2 separate regions of the Siniperca chuatsi genome follow, and region 2 is linked to region 1. The links are chromatin contacts, called in public Hi-C maps. All regions are on one chromosome and are shown on one strand. The core of a region is the stretch at or near the end of the contact, and the rest is flanking DNA. Distances in the headings are between cores, read along the strand shown.

Region 1 (7,734 bases), core at 2,238-4,737:
CACATTCAAGGTGGTTCTTCTGTTATAACTTTATATAAGTTATCAATGTTATTATAGCGCTAAAGTCAATTTATTTGAAAAATCTGTTTGTTTTTTTTTACTTTCTGGCTTGGCTAAAAGCAGAACCATGATCAATTTTTGTTGTCTATTCGGAATGCTGATGAAATCCTCCTTAAATTAAGACAAATGCAGAAGCGATAAAACAAATGCAGATTTTTTTACTTTGTCATCTTGAATTTACCATTATGGGATGATGATTTAACATGTCGAAACAACTTCTTGTCCTACTATCAACACTGATAACATTCTCATGAAAATATGTTTGATTAGTTGCATCTAATCTAAAGATTTTCTTGAGCTGATTTGAACTGGTCAGTGGACTCACCCACTCTTTCTCTGCTGGTGAAATGGTGATTAATCATCTGTCTTACACCTCAGCGGCTCCAGTCAGTCACTGGAATGCTTCACTATTTACTGAGAGATCAACCTTTCGTCGTGGCCTGTTTTGGAAGGATAACATATACGAAGAGAAGTTTTGTTTGTGTGTGCATGTGTGTGTGTTCAAAGACAAAGCACAGGTCAGGACTCTGTAAACCTGCAGCTCATAACAAAGGCTTAAGTGATGTTTGTGGATGGACTGTGTTGATCTAGTACGTCACAGTAACTAGAGTACTGTGTGCATGTATGAAATGACAGCTTGATTCATCAATGTCTATTTTGGATTGTCATGAATGATAATAAAAGCATATGAACTCTTAGAGTGAGCAGTATTTCCCTTTAAAACAGTTATCTTGTCATTGCGTTCTTGGTGAAATCATACAAAAGACACACTGGTATCTCAGACAATGAGATCTTGAGCAGCTGTGTAATAAAACAAAAAGTATTTAGTAGCATCCCACTGGGCAGTTGTATGGAGAAGCCTCCCAGCATGCACTGGGACAATCGATTGAGTCTAGTTTTATTTGTGTTCCTGCATTGTTATTGGTGTTGTTGTGTTCTACGTTGTGCTCCATTAAGTTTCCACACTCCCATTGCTGTTATTATTAGTGAATGATTGGTGATGTTTGAGTGCATAGATGGGCCTTCTGCATTGTCGATGTTGCTACCAATAAACGCATCGTTCATTGTTAAATCTGCACCCTGCTGAGTTTTTCCTACCTGCAAACCCTAACTCTCCAAAATATTGTTTTTACACAAGGTCAGACAGTAAGAAAAACTACATCAGAATAAGAACATTTATGTTTATTTAAGAAATGTCCTTTTGTTTCTTAAACTGCATGCATACTATAGTGCAGGATGTGATAATAACCACAGTAAACTGGAAGAGGACTAATAACCATGAGAGTTCTTATGTAAAACCTGAAGGAAACATAACAGAAAAATCCTGTTTTGGGAGGAGCTGTGAATGGGCATTTTATTGTGCATTACACAACAGTTGGCATGATAGGAAGTGTCGGTGCCGAAACTCACACGTCTGCAGGGCCTCGTAAAACATTAGAAGAACATAGACAAATGTGTGATGCGTGCAAGTAGAGGTGTTTATGCAACATGCATGGCATTGCATCATCTAACAGCTTGCTTTTAAACATGCATGTGTGTACAAAAAGAGACAAACAAATGCAGGTCACGTGCATGTACACAAGTACGGATGTACGTCTGTTCTCCAATGTGGCAAGGTCCTACTAATCTGACATTTTTCAGAAGTCATGTGTCCATTATTCCATTTATGGCTAACTTTATCAAGCTGTATTTTCCCTCACAAATAAGGTGATCAATACACAAGTCAAATATGGGTTTACAAAAATCCACACATCCGGTGTGTCTATGGAGAAAAAAACTCCAGATAAAAAATGTTTTAGCAAGTCTGTGGTGATTTACTACTTGTCTACTTTTTGAGTGGGACTTTTCTTTGTTGTTTAAATTGATGTAGATGACCACACCTTACCAACAAAGCACGTGACATTTACATGTAGGCCTTGTTTTTATTTGCATAAACAAACTGTATGTGGTCCAACTTTCACCCGACTGACATTTTAAGACATGACACCATTTTAACAAACAAAAATTAAAAGGTGTTACTGTTGTTAGATTAACTGAAAATTTGAGGAGAAACATTGGTGGTTTCACTCGGGATGACACAGATTATGACCCTAATCCTAATCCCACACGGGGAAATGTTTCTCTCTGCAGCACTGCCCCAGTACTTTTCAATCACTTGTTTATGAACGTCCACTGGATCAAATAAATGCTTGATTAAGACTGAAAGTATACAACAGTAATTCCTGACCTGGGGAAGGAAAATAAGTCTGAGGGATCAAAACATGATTAATAGGACATAAAACAAGAAAAATATTTTTCATGCTACTTCAATTTAGATTTTGTTTTCTGACTTTTCTTATTTCTTGTGGCATGCTGTAGTTTTACCTCTTCAGACCTCTAACAGCTGATGTTTGATGCTGAACTGGCAATGTTTCTTCTAGACTGGTAAGTAAACAGCTGTTAAAGCTAATGTTGGCTATTTAGTGATAGCTTCTAAAGCTAGCTAATTACTGACAGTGTTGATATGTTTGCTAAATTAGCTATTTGTTGAAAGAAAGAAAGACCTATGGGAGGGACTGTGCATTTCCTTGTTTCTTACGATAGGTGTGGACACCCCAACTTTCTGGTGACATGCTACCCCCAGTTTGTTTGGAGTATGAATTCGACAGGTGGCCACGTCTTACATATAGCTCCTTTAAACAAATGAGATGAACATTGTTCATTCATTGCACTTTACTCAAGTTAATACTTCTTTCACTTTATTGCACTTTACACTTGTTTTATGTATTGTTGCATTTGTTTTTATTGAGTAAACCGTAGCACTGAAGAAACACATTTTGTTCCCCTGTATACTGAATATTGTATATGGAGAGAATGACAATAAATTCTACCTTAATTAGCAAGCAGAGGTGTCTTACCTTCGGACAGAGCCTTTTTCCAGTCTTTATGCTAAGATAAGCTAAGTGGCTGCTGGCTGTAGCGTCATGTTTTCTGTACAGATCTTGATCTTCTCATCTAACTCTTGGCAAGAAAGTGAATAATATTCATTTAATCTACTTTATTAAATAAGCCAAAGGACAAACTGCACATGCACATTAGTCCAAGCAGCTGTCCTACAGTCTGACCTACTGACCTGCATACTGAAATTTCACTGCGTCAGCAAACTGCTCAATATACTTGGAGCTAAAAGTGGATTCCAGATGTTTTTAACCTGAAATGTTGAGTTACATTTGCCCTGACCTTCAACACTACAGTATTTCAGTCAGGTTTTTCTGACACTACACACAGCAGAGAAAATACAGCAAAGTTCAGCAGGCTCCATGTCAAACCCCTTTACTCAACACACGGCTCATACTGTGTTTGAAGACCAGCCAGTTTTCATCTTGCTATGGCTCTGTCTTTACATTCAGGTCTATTTAGGGCTATAAACATTCTGACTGGTGAGCATACATCAGCCTTGTAAAGTCCAGGCCCACACACACACTGGTGGAATTTCACTGTCCAATCCAAGTCGCTGCAGGAGGTTGAACAACAGGCTCTTAAATGGACGAGCATTACGTGGACACCAGACAGGAGGGGGTGAGAGGGGGGTGACAAGATACTGGGAGCTGAGAAGAAGGACGAGCACAGATGTGAGCTGTCGCCTGCTGCAAAGGTCCTCGACTCCAAATTAGCAATGCATGTGACACGTTATGGAGGAGGATCGCCTGGTTCATCTGCACTGACCTGTGAGTTCTATAGTGTATGTACACCACACGCAGATCATGGTTTAGTGGTATTTTGCTCACCAACATTAATGCATTCATAGCAACAGCCAGTGGTGGAACGTAACTATGTATATTTACAAGTACAATTTTGAGCTACTTGAGTATCTCCATTCTATGCTACTTTATACTTGTACTCCACTACATTTCAGAGGCAAATATTGTACTTTTTACTCCACTACATTCATTTAACAGCTATAATTACTTGTTACTTTGGAGAGTAACATTTTACACACAAAACCAATGATGAGCTAAGCAAATACGACGCATTGTTATACATTACCCAACAGCATATAAAGAAATTAAAATTAGCTCTGCCTTGACCAACTACATTGAAATGCTGCTTCCACATACTGTAAATTTATTGGTGGAAAGTAATTGAGTACATTTACTCAAGTACTGTAATTAAATATAATTTTAAGCACTTGCAGTTAACTTGAGTAATTCCATTTTATGCTACTTTGTAGTTCTATTCCACTACAATTTAGAGGGAAATATTGCACTTTTTACTTCACTACATTTATTTATCAGCAGTTACTTTGTATATTAAGATCAATTTAATTTAAACTTACACATAAGATATAGTGCATTGTTATAGATTAAACTACATGTATATAAACAGCTACAACAATAAAATGCTACTTGCACATTAAAGTGTCAGTATTAATGACTAAATATACACAATACACAATAACACTCAAAAGGGTCATTTTTTCTGCACAATGAGTACTTTTACTTTTTAATACTTTAAGTACATTTCACTGATAATACCTCTGTACTTAACTGCCATTTTGAATGCAGGACATTTACTTGTAACTAAGTATATTTACACTTCGGTATTGTTAATTTACTTATGTAAATGATATGAACACTTCATCTGCCATAGATGTGTAAAGACATCAGTAAAAAAAACTCCAGTAATATAGGCTAATATAATATATAATACATTTTTTTTGCACAATGAGTACTTTTTCATAATTAAAGTATATTTTACTGACAACACTTACATACTTTTACTCGAGTAAAATTACGAATGCAGGACTTACTTGTAATGCGTTATCTTTACACTGTTGCATTGCAACTTCTACATAAGTAAAGGATCTAAATGTTACTGACAACAGGTTTCCGCAAGTACTCAAGGAAACATTCAAATACAAATAGTTTGCTAATGTACAGATATATCAAGACGTGCTGCTGTGCGACAAAGGTATTGACCCACATTCACATTCACCTTTGGACTGGAAGAATTCCAACAATGACACGTCTTTGAACAGTCAACTGTCCGACAGAAGACAGAACAATTATGGCAATAAAAATGATTATTAGCTTTGATGAACTTTGTCATGAAACTAATCAAATCAAACAAAGTAATCACAAATCAGACTACTTCAGCAGGTACATAAAGAATATTTTTAAACTGCCATGCGATGAACCCTATATGATCAGTGAAGCAATCAAAGCCCATTGTTTCTTCTTTTTAGCTTTAAATTTGTTTTAAAGATTTGCTACAATGCCACTTTTACCCATGGTGTATTTTTTTGGTATTATTAATTAAATTATGGCATATTTACCTCACTACTTTATATCAGCATTTGCAGATTGTAACGTGATGAAAAAATATTATTAATAATCACTGCACATTTGAAATATTAGACATGACTGCTTCCTCACAATGTCCAAAACCAGATGTTCAACGTAAAGGACTCTTGAGCCACCTTGTGGTAATCAAAGGCAACGACAATATACTGTAACAGTTTATATGGTATGTTTCTCTTTAGTATTTGCTTTTGGAAAACATCCAGCCAGTAATTAATAAGAAAATACCAGTGAAAGTGAAACCAGATCCAGGAAAGAAGAGGATATGTGTAGGATTCTGGGGGTATGCATCACAACACACAAAGACAATTAATTAATGAGTATGAAGTGAAAAAACAAAATGTGTAACAAAATAATTTAATTAAACTGAATATTTGTCTTTTGCTCCAGTGTAGTAGTTCTTCTCTCTGACACTAAGTGAGGAGAAACGTTTCTCTAACATGACAAAAAAACTGGTTTGGTATAATAATATCTTCACATATTGTGAAAATTACGTTTTCTTCCATATCTCTACTGAGTTTGAAGGTTCATTCTTGACCTTGAAAACAGCAATTTGACAAAAAAATCTTCTTATCTGAAGGTCCACTATCTGAAGTAGCTTTCAGCCACATTTGAGCTTTCATCTCACACACTCAGTACGTAAAAAACTCCATTCGATGACGAAGGGCACAAGATGTGGCCGAAAGCTCCAGAAAAAACAAGTAAGTGGACCTTGTGATAAGAATTTTGTCAAACATCTATACTGATGTTTTAATTTATGCACATTATTTGAATTCCAGATAGAATTTGGCCTCTGTAAATATCTCACATATTATGTCCATGATCATTCACACACCTGCAAGTAGTGATGGAAAGTAACTAAGTACATTTACCCAAGTAAGACTTAAGAACAATTTTGAGGTACTTGTACTTTACATCACTATTCTATCTTCCTGCTATTTTATACTTCTACTATTCTACTATATTTCAGAGGGAAATATTGTTCTTTTTACTACTACATTTATTTCACAGCTATAGTTACTAGTTGTTTTAAACATTAAGATTTTACATACTAAACAATAATGAACATTTAAATTACCCAACAGTATATGAAATAATTAAAATAAGCTCCACCTCGACCAGCAGCAACATTAACATGCTCCATACATGTTAATGCATCAGTGATAATAATTGAATAATGCAAAATATACAATAATAACACTGTGAAAGTGTATTACCAAGAAGTTTTGATTATTCAAGTACTTGTTATTGATAATACTAAAGAGGAAGATCTGAATATTACGTCCACCACTGTCTGCAGGTTTGTGCAGTTTGATTGAGAACTTGTTAACTATTTCCAGATCTTTTTGATGCGAAAGTCCAGTATGGCATAATGCTCTGAAACTTCACTATCGTGCATGTTTACTTAATTAATAAAAATCTTCACTGGTATACATCTTCTATTATTTAACGGTTTTATTATGTAATCCTTTTTGTATTTATAATAAGACATATGTAGGTCGTTGAAGAAGCCGTGCTACCTCCATAACAATCCACTGCCTTGGTGTGTTAACTCTGGTAAATACTTGGGTGTGTCCTTTCCAGTCTGAAACACGAGCTGGGCCGGTCACAACTAAACTGGCTGCTATTCAAATAATCAACATTCATCAGTCTGTGTGCATGGACATCCATAGACCTGCATTCTTTATTCATGTTGATCTTATGGATCTGCCCGGCCTTACAGCTTCATTACTGTCCATCTCTGTATGGTAATCAAAACCAGAAACAGGAGAGCCATAGGAGAAGTTAGATCAATTTTCTCTGGTGTATAATCAAGATTATAATCAAGGCTACACTGGATAGCTTTACATAAATGTATAGCAAGTGCACAAGTGCTATATTACCATTGCTATGTTCAGTATCAAGTTCTTGCAATGCTATAATCATTGCTGCAATAAAAGAGATAATTGAAACATGTTGAGTTAACATTAAATGTAGTTGTTTCTTATTAGCATACGTGTTTAAGCAAATAAGCAAAGCAGTGTAGCTCTGTAGTCAGCCGTATTGTTGTGGATGGCTGGTGAAACCCAATCTGTCATCAAAGCTTTATACATCTCTCTTTATCTACACGACACTTGCCAGCCCTCTCAGGTTGCCAAGCGACTCAAAAAACCTTGCGGTGTACCTGAAACTGGTTGGTGTTTGACTGATATGCTGCACCAACCAATGAGAGCAGAGGGCCAGGCTTGCAACCTAACAGTGGAAGATAAGTGGGTTGTTTGGTGAGATGGTATAAACTTGTGTTTCCATAAATAAACTGCACGTATGAAGGTGTGTGTAGAGTTAATTCATAGGG
Region 2 (7,734 bases), core at 2,547-5,046, 63 kb after region 1:
GGGCCTATTTTACATCTACACCACCAATTAGTATCATTATGGAGCACTCCACATCCTAACCTGGCCATTTCCGCCTCAACTGTACCCCTACAGCAGAGGGACCAGGTGAAATCAAAATGGTTTCCACATGTATTCTGGTTGCCTGGTGATGTATAGCTCCTGTATGTAAGTAATGAGCTACGCCAAGCATTAGGGTCATCTGGGAGAGATGGTTTACAGATTAAGCCTAAATCCCACAGTTAGCAAACAAGCTAAACAAAGCCTCATCTAAAGACAGTCATGCCTCAACAGCTTTTCCTGTTGTAATTCACCCTCGGATGAAGCCGACTGAAAGAGGATGTTGTCCATCTCTCTATGGTCCGATAGTTCTCTCTGATTTATCCCTCTCCCCTGCAGGAAGACAGAAGTCTCATCACCTGTCCTGTGGCAGAGGTGTTGAGCAGGGTAAGTGGCCCTGTGACAGGCCCTATTGTCCCCTCAGGGATGGAAGTTCTGCCTTCCTTTCTGCTTGTCCCTCAACAGGAGACACAGACCTTTTACCATGTAGGAGGCCCAGCCTGTGGGGACATGCATGGGTTCACATTTACCTTATGTAGCGGTTCGGCTTTTTGAACAGCGGGGTGGTCGGATGTGGATAAACTGATGCTTGTCAACACCTATCTTGTCCCAAAACATGAGACTAAGTGGACATATCTTTTAGCGACGTGAGGCGTGGTGATGTGGCGCAGTTTGCTCGTCTCTTGTTTGTTTCTGATTAGGCTCACACAAGTAGATCTTTCATGAAGTTGATTTAAACTTTAACAGATCTTTTGGATCAGAACTCTGCATACTCAAATGTTTTTTGGTATTAAAGACAGCAAGAAAGCGTTATGATATAATTTGAAACATATGGTATTGTTAAACAGTTAAAATTTTAATTGATGGGGGCTTGGAACTGTTTGGATCACCCATGTGTTCACCAAATGGTGCTCTAGTTAATGAGGGTTGGAGTGCAGCAGCTTGCTGCCGGGCCAAAGGCTTCACACCCAGGTGTCAAAGTGTTCGTTGCCTTTTTGACGAGGACAGTAACAAGCAACTAGCATCTTTGCCAAGATGTGAGTTGTATTTCAACCAGTGTCCAAATGACCATGAAATCACAAGTCATGGATCAAAGCCAAGGATACAGATATGAAGCCCTTTATTGTCCTACTCTTCTATTTGGTAGGGCTTGATTTGAAATGACAGCCATTTATCAAACACACCATCTGAATTTACAACTTTGTATAATGTTAACTCTATTGAGAGAATGTCTGTTTGCCTCTAATGAGTTTGTGGCCCTGGAGGAAACTAATTTACAGTCGCTTGAAACGACGGCAAATGTTTCATGTTAATTTGTTCAGCTCACACATGTACAGAGAGGAAGGCATTTCATAATGTGTCCCAGCAGGGCATTTGCCAATACTGTGTGTAACCTTGCAAGAGTTCACAACGCTTACAGATCTTTGATTCTGTTCTTTGCCAAATGTTGCCCTGATGCAGTCTGTGAGCTCCCATGTTTCAGTGCTGTCAGTCACAGAGGTGGTCTTAGCTTTTAACCCTGTGGAGTTTCAAAGAGAATGGATTTTCCCAGTGCCATCAGCCTTAATCAAAATCACATTGTCTACAGCTATTGGCCCATGGTGAAACTTGGAGGCTTATCTTGAATTTAACTTGGGTCCTTGGTTTGAGTTGCCCACCGTCCTCTGCTCTTTGATCTGCTAAAGCTCTTGCAGGAAGCTTTAGTGCCCCCTAATCAGCAGATTGTGGACCAGTCCAAGCTTCCCTGAGGGGTGCATAGAGAAGACTGACCCACAGTTTGAGCATTAAGGGGTGAGACAGGGCCAAATTGGCAGACGCACAGTCTGGCTCCAGCCATGGATAACCTCAGGGTACTCCCATGCCTAATGTCACATGGTCATTAAATCAAGGTGCCTCCATTAAACTGGATACAACTGCTTTTGACACCAGGGTCTGACACACTGACACCCTTTATGTGACCATTACAGGGACCATTGCCCAGTACAGAGTTGTTGACATAAAGGAGAAGTTTGACAATGCTTGAGGCCAGTGGTAAATCCACAAAACACTCAGCTTGACCAGTGTCTTAATTGTGTAGCGTATTGCATAGATTGCCTAGTGCAGGGATTCTAAGTTAGGAATCTTCTTCTAAAGTTGAAACATGTGAAAAACAGTTGCTCAGCTAACTTATAACTACCAATTACACTGCACAGGGCACATCACCCACCGACATGACTCAAGGCATGTATGTACAACTTGCCGGTCTGCACGACGCGTTGTTGTAGTTGGGAGGTGTACAAGTCAGCTTCTCTGCGAGTCTCTGTCTGATCTACAGTTACCCATAACACCCTTCTAAGCAAAGGTATGCCAAGTCATTTATGTGTATCTTAGTAGAACTCTAATTCCAGCTTCAGTTGTGACTTCTGAACACCATGTGCTGAGAGGGTGAAAACTAGTTAGCAAGCGAGTATCGAAGTCAAAATGGATAGCTAAAGGTAATGGATAAATGGTTGAAACGTCCAGCTTCTGCCACTCCAAGTGGTAATGGTTCAGTACCTACTGTAAAAAAAGAAACAAATCCTAAACAGCCACAATTCCGTGATCACTATAACTTGTATGAAAAATGTATTGTTACATTATCCAATTTAATATTATTAATAGTGTTAAATAACACCCAAATTTAAAATCAGAACATTCAGAACACCTGTGGGGGTACATCAGACAAAAAAGGTTGGGAACCGCTGGTCCAGTGTTTCCAGGAGTCCTGTTTTGCTCATTAAGTTGATTCTGGGACCAACGCTAACACAAAGGGTTAAGAGTCCATCCATTCTTAAAATTGTGAGATTCTAAATATAAAAATATTCACCTTTTTGCCAATACCCTGGACTGCCTCATCTATAAAGCATCCTTAAGGGGTTATCGGGTGGCTAAACAGTTCAGGTTAGGCCTTGCTTGGAGACCTGAGACCTTTATGCCCCCGAAACAATGTCAAATGGAGCTTGACCTCCATCTCTGCCTTTTGCGTCAGACCTCCCACTCACAGGTTGTTTTCAAAGGTCACAAGTCTGCTTTGGTCAGTATCTTCTGTCATTTTGTGTGGGAGCTTTGCCCTAATTGACCCTTGTTGCATTATTGGTCACAGAGGATCCTCTTTTTCTTGTTGTATACCTTTTCCTGCTGAAATTATTATACATGATTGTCCTTGTATAATAGCGGAAATAAATGTGTATTTCTTTTTGCTATACTTCACAAACAACAGGTTACACTTTTGATTTGACAGAGTCATATTTCACTGGTGTTCTGTTGCACCTCATCCCATCAATCTTTAATTGATTTGCTGTGCTGTAAGGTGAAAAGACAGGTAATCAAGCACACACTCTTTAAAACAGACAGACGAGACTGTAAAAGTTTCTAGTAGGAAAGTAGCACCATGTTTACAGATAGTGCTACATGATTACTATCCTGATGTCACTAATAAGAGATTAGCTATGGCAAAAAAACACCATTGTAACTTCAAATCTGTTTGTCCTCTTGTTATTCTTAACCCTTCTACTGCTCATTTTATCAGCTGGAGGTTTCTGTGTTGTCTCCAGGGACAAAGCATTAACAACGAAGACGCTATAAACAGGAAACAGAGCCCTTCTCTGGTTTCGTCTCATTGCTCACAGAAAGAGACAGCCCCATTTTAGTGAGTGACACAAACCAGAACACACACGGACACACACACAAACACAAAGTCCGCAGCATCTATCAGGTATCAGGCTTTATTTACCTACTTGACACCTTAATCTTCCCTCTTGTCAACACAGTGAGTGGAAATTTACCTCACCATGTTTTACAACGACTACCCTGAGAACATTGACCCTGCCTGAAAAAGTCCAAGAATTCATAATCCTTTCTGAAAGAGACAGACATGGATGTTCAGTTAAATTTATTTATATAGCGCCAATTCCTAACAGAAGTTATCTCATTGCACTTTTCCTTAAGAGCAGGTCTAGACCGTACTTTTTATAATATTATTTACAGAGACCCAACAATTCCCACCAAGAGCAAGCACTTGGCGACAGTGGCAAGAATGTGATACTTATTGTAGGCCATGACTTCTTGCAGTGATCCGAATTCGGAGAAGACAAGTGAAAGACAGGAATTTTTTGTGGAAATCTGGTGATTCATGAATGTGGAAAATAATACAGTTCTGTTATTACTTCACTTCCTTGTTAACTTTAGGTTGCAGGAGTCATGTTTTCTTTTGATTATCTGGATCTGATATTTTGGTAGAACAATAACCTGAGTCTAAACAATGAATGAATGTATCAGTGGGAAACATGATTGATTTGCAAGATTTATAAAGTTATTTTGAGTCTATAATATTGGGAAACCCCATGGAAATTTGCTTCACAGATGCCAAAGACATGCGTCATATGAATTATTTACTTTGGAAAGTAAACTTTCCATTGAATGATAGCAAATGGCAGATTGAATGCCTTTCACTTTTGAGAGGAATTTGTCTCTCTCTAACAAACACTGCCTCTTTAGCTTCTATCACTTGGACAAACACACACCCACTTACAGATGAGGATCGTCAGAGTAGGAATCTAACCTGACTGATTTGCAACTGTGTCAGCAGGAGTTGGAAAAATCCAGGAGAAAATAAAGAGAGAGAGAGAGAGAGAGAGAGAGAGAGAGAGAGAGAGAGAGAGAGAGGGATGAAAGGAGATAAAAAGAGGAGTGGAAAGGAAATGCAAGTGTTTATGTTGTCCTGCCTCTTCCTTCAGCCCCTGGTTTTACTTGACATAGGTATAAATATGGGTTTGTATGTTGTGTGTGTTGTGTTGAGTGTTTAAAGAGACAGTTCATCCCAAAATCAAAAATACATATTTTTCTTTTTACCAGTTGTGCTATTTATCCATCTAGATTGTGTGAGTTGCAGAGTTTTGGAATTATTAGCCATAGAGACATCTGCCTTTTTTGAATATAATGGAACTATATGGCACTTGGCTTGTGGTGCTCAAAGTGCCAAAAAAGTGATTTTGAAAAACTCAACAGCAATGCCTCTTTCCAGAAGTCATGACACAGTTACTCGAGATAATCCACAGAGTTTTTCAAATGTTTTTTTTTGGCCGCTTTGAGCACCACAAGCCGAGTGCCATATAGTCCCATTATATTCGAGACATCACTACGGCCAATATCTCCAAAACTTGGCATCTCACACCAAAACAATCTAGTTAGATAAATAGCACTACAGGTAAGAGGGAAAATATGTATTTTTGATTTTGGGGTGAACTGTCCCTTTAAGTGTGATGGTATATGATTGAGTCAGTGTGTGCCCTCCTCTGTGTACCTGCACCATGATCTTGGGTAAGTGAGTCGGTGTTTGCAGGTTAATGGGACTGATAATGCTGAATGATGAAGTGCCTCTAACTGACAACCCCTGTGGGCTGATGTGAGCAGGACTGTCAGGCATCAGTAAACTGTGAAATGATGACTCATAACTCTTGTGATTGAGTCTGACAATGTGAAGGGAGAAAGTCCTGTGTTGCTCTTTCTATTACTTTCTTTTTCTGCATTTTTATGGAGAAAATGTGACAACTAGGTCAACAGAAATGACGTGGTACGCTGTAGTTTTAGATGGATTCCAGGGATATTCAAGCTACTATACATAGTCTTTTTCTCCCTTCAACTGATCGTGGACTGGATGCCTTCATGGTTGTCTGGTCAGGCATCACATTGGCATAGCTCTCTGCCCTCTAAACATTTGAGATTGGTGTGTCTTGAAAGCTGGGACACTGTATGTTTTTATTAATCTTGTATGTTGCGTTAACTCACACTACACGTTTTAATCAGCCTCTCTGCACAGCCAAAACACAATACTTGTAAGGTCACACTGTACATAAACACAGAATCCCCAGTTGATTTTGTCCATTCAGAATATCTAGTTTTATTCAAACAAGATGGATGCTTCCTCAAAAATGTGGACAAAATACAAGAAAAGTTTTCTTAGTTTATGCAATTCTACTCATAACAGAAAGCAAAAAGAAAAAAAGATGGCTGGAAGATGCAGAAAATATGGTCTGCAGCACAGTCTCAGTCAAAACTACATTTCTAGCCACAATATATAAAACAATACTCCAATAACATTAAAACAATCTCAATACAGTTTATAAAGGATGTTGTTTACAGCAGCCATGTAGGAAATAAAATCATAGATCTGCTCAAACTTCAGCACAGCCGACCAAAGTTTCGAACATGCCAGAAATCCATCCGATCGTCCGACAGCCAGATTATTGATCATTCAGGCAATTAATCGGGAATTGTGACTCCCCATAATCTGCTCTCCTCAAACAACATCTAAAATTGGTGGGGGGCGACCAATACTGGGTTAAACTGCTAAGACTAAGGCATAGATTACTTGTAGGAAAAACTAGTTGAAAGGATTTGTTATAGATTGTCTGTGCTCACATTCTGTCTGTGTGCATTTGGGTACATGTGCAAACAAGTGAAAATTTTAAAAAGTCATAGCAATCTTGTTGACTCGATCGAACAGTACATTTATTTCAGTTTTGCTTGTGAAAATAACCACATTCCTATCTGTGGTTACCATCAATCAAAATAATCAAGCTATAAAGATTACAAAACGGAAATGTAAAGTGTGTTGAATGAAAATTTTAAGGCCCACTGTGGTGCACTTTAGGTTAATATCACACGGGGGGATGATATTAACAAAACTGCTCCTACATAGACTCTCCTATTTGTGGACATTAGGCTCATCAATAATGCATCTGATGGTGGCTCTGGTAGACTCTTATCACATACACAGACTGAGTTACAGGAGCAGTGACCCAAGAACAACAACTGTCCTCAAATCAACTCTGGAAGGCTCAATGGAAAATTTGGTCATCATTGAATACAGCCAGTCAAAATGAACATTTTCTCAAAGTTCATGTGAGGAACTCACATCGAGCTGGAGCCTGTTCCAAGAAGCAGGTTTGCTGAATTATCTGGACACGTTTGCTGAGTGAATGAGTCCATGTTGCAGATTTGAGGGAATTTCCAGGTTTTACTCAGCAAAGTTAACCAACAGGTCAATAGAGTTGTGTTGAAAAGTAAAACCCATGAATAAGTATCCAAGAATATATTATAACAACTTACAAGGTTTTTTTTCCCTTCCACAGCAATGTAATATTTAAGTACTGTACATAGCATGTTTAGTTAGCATTTTAATGTGCATGCATGTATAATGTGCTGCTATGTTAGCCAAAGGGCCTGACCCTCAATTAGTCCCTGTAAATAAATAATAGGGTAGAGAGCTTCAGTATTAGCCAGAGCTCAGCAAAAGCATGCTATAAACAGTATGGAGTGATCAAATTGGAGACTAGCTGAGCTTTGCATTATAGGGACATTTCTGTCTCTGTCAGTCTCCCTTTAATGTAATGCAAACATAGGCCCATTAAAATGTGTAATTGCTGTTTTTTGTTATTTCTTGGATCATATATCTTATGTGTTAATGCGTGCAGACATACAATGAAGTTCATACACACGCGCCCACTCCATCCACTCAAGAACACACACATTCACACACCACATCACACACTTCCCTTGCTTTCTTCAATATTAGGGACTGCGGTTCAAGTTCTAACAAGCACCATGACATGTTTCTTTGTTTCTCTGACCCCCTTTCCTTATGATCGCTGACGTGGA

What was found. A called contact is a pair of places that touch in the nucleus more often than the background predicts.
Region 2: a Hi-C map of an unstated tissue shows a contact between it and region 1, with 4 times the contacts expected there. The contact joins the enhancer-like site here to the promoter of LOC122881787 in region 1. A contact is called at or near these places in 3 of 3 Hi-C or Micro-C datasets (liver, skeletal muscle and an unstated tissue).

What each region holds. Positions count from the first base shown.
Region 1 is chrLG9:8,084,835-8,092,568 of ASM2008510v1, forward strand. LOC122881787 reads left to right here and starts at 3,488. Exons shown (of 4, transcript XM_044208399.1): 1 at 3,488-3,781. The coding sequence starts at 3,716.
Region 2 is chrLG9:8,147,370-8,155,103 of ASM2008510v1, forward strand. No RefSeq gene overlaps it. Among protein-coding and RNA genes, the nearest start is that of fam110d, 12 kb to the left of the region's middle. Within about 2 kb of position 3,797, the one cell type or tissue checked has an H3K27ac peak away from gene starts, as active enhancers do. A contact at or near this core is called in liver, where this site is marked.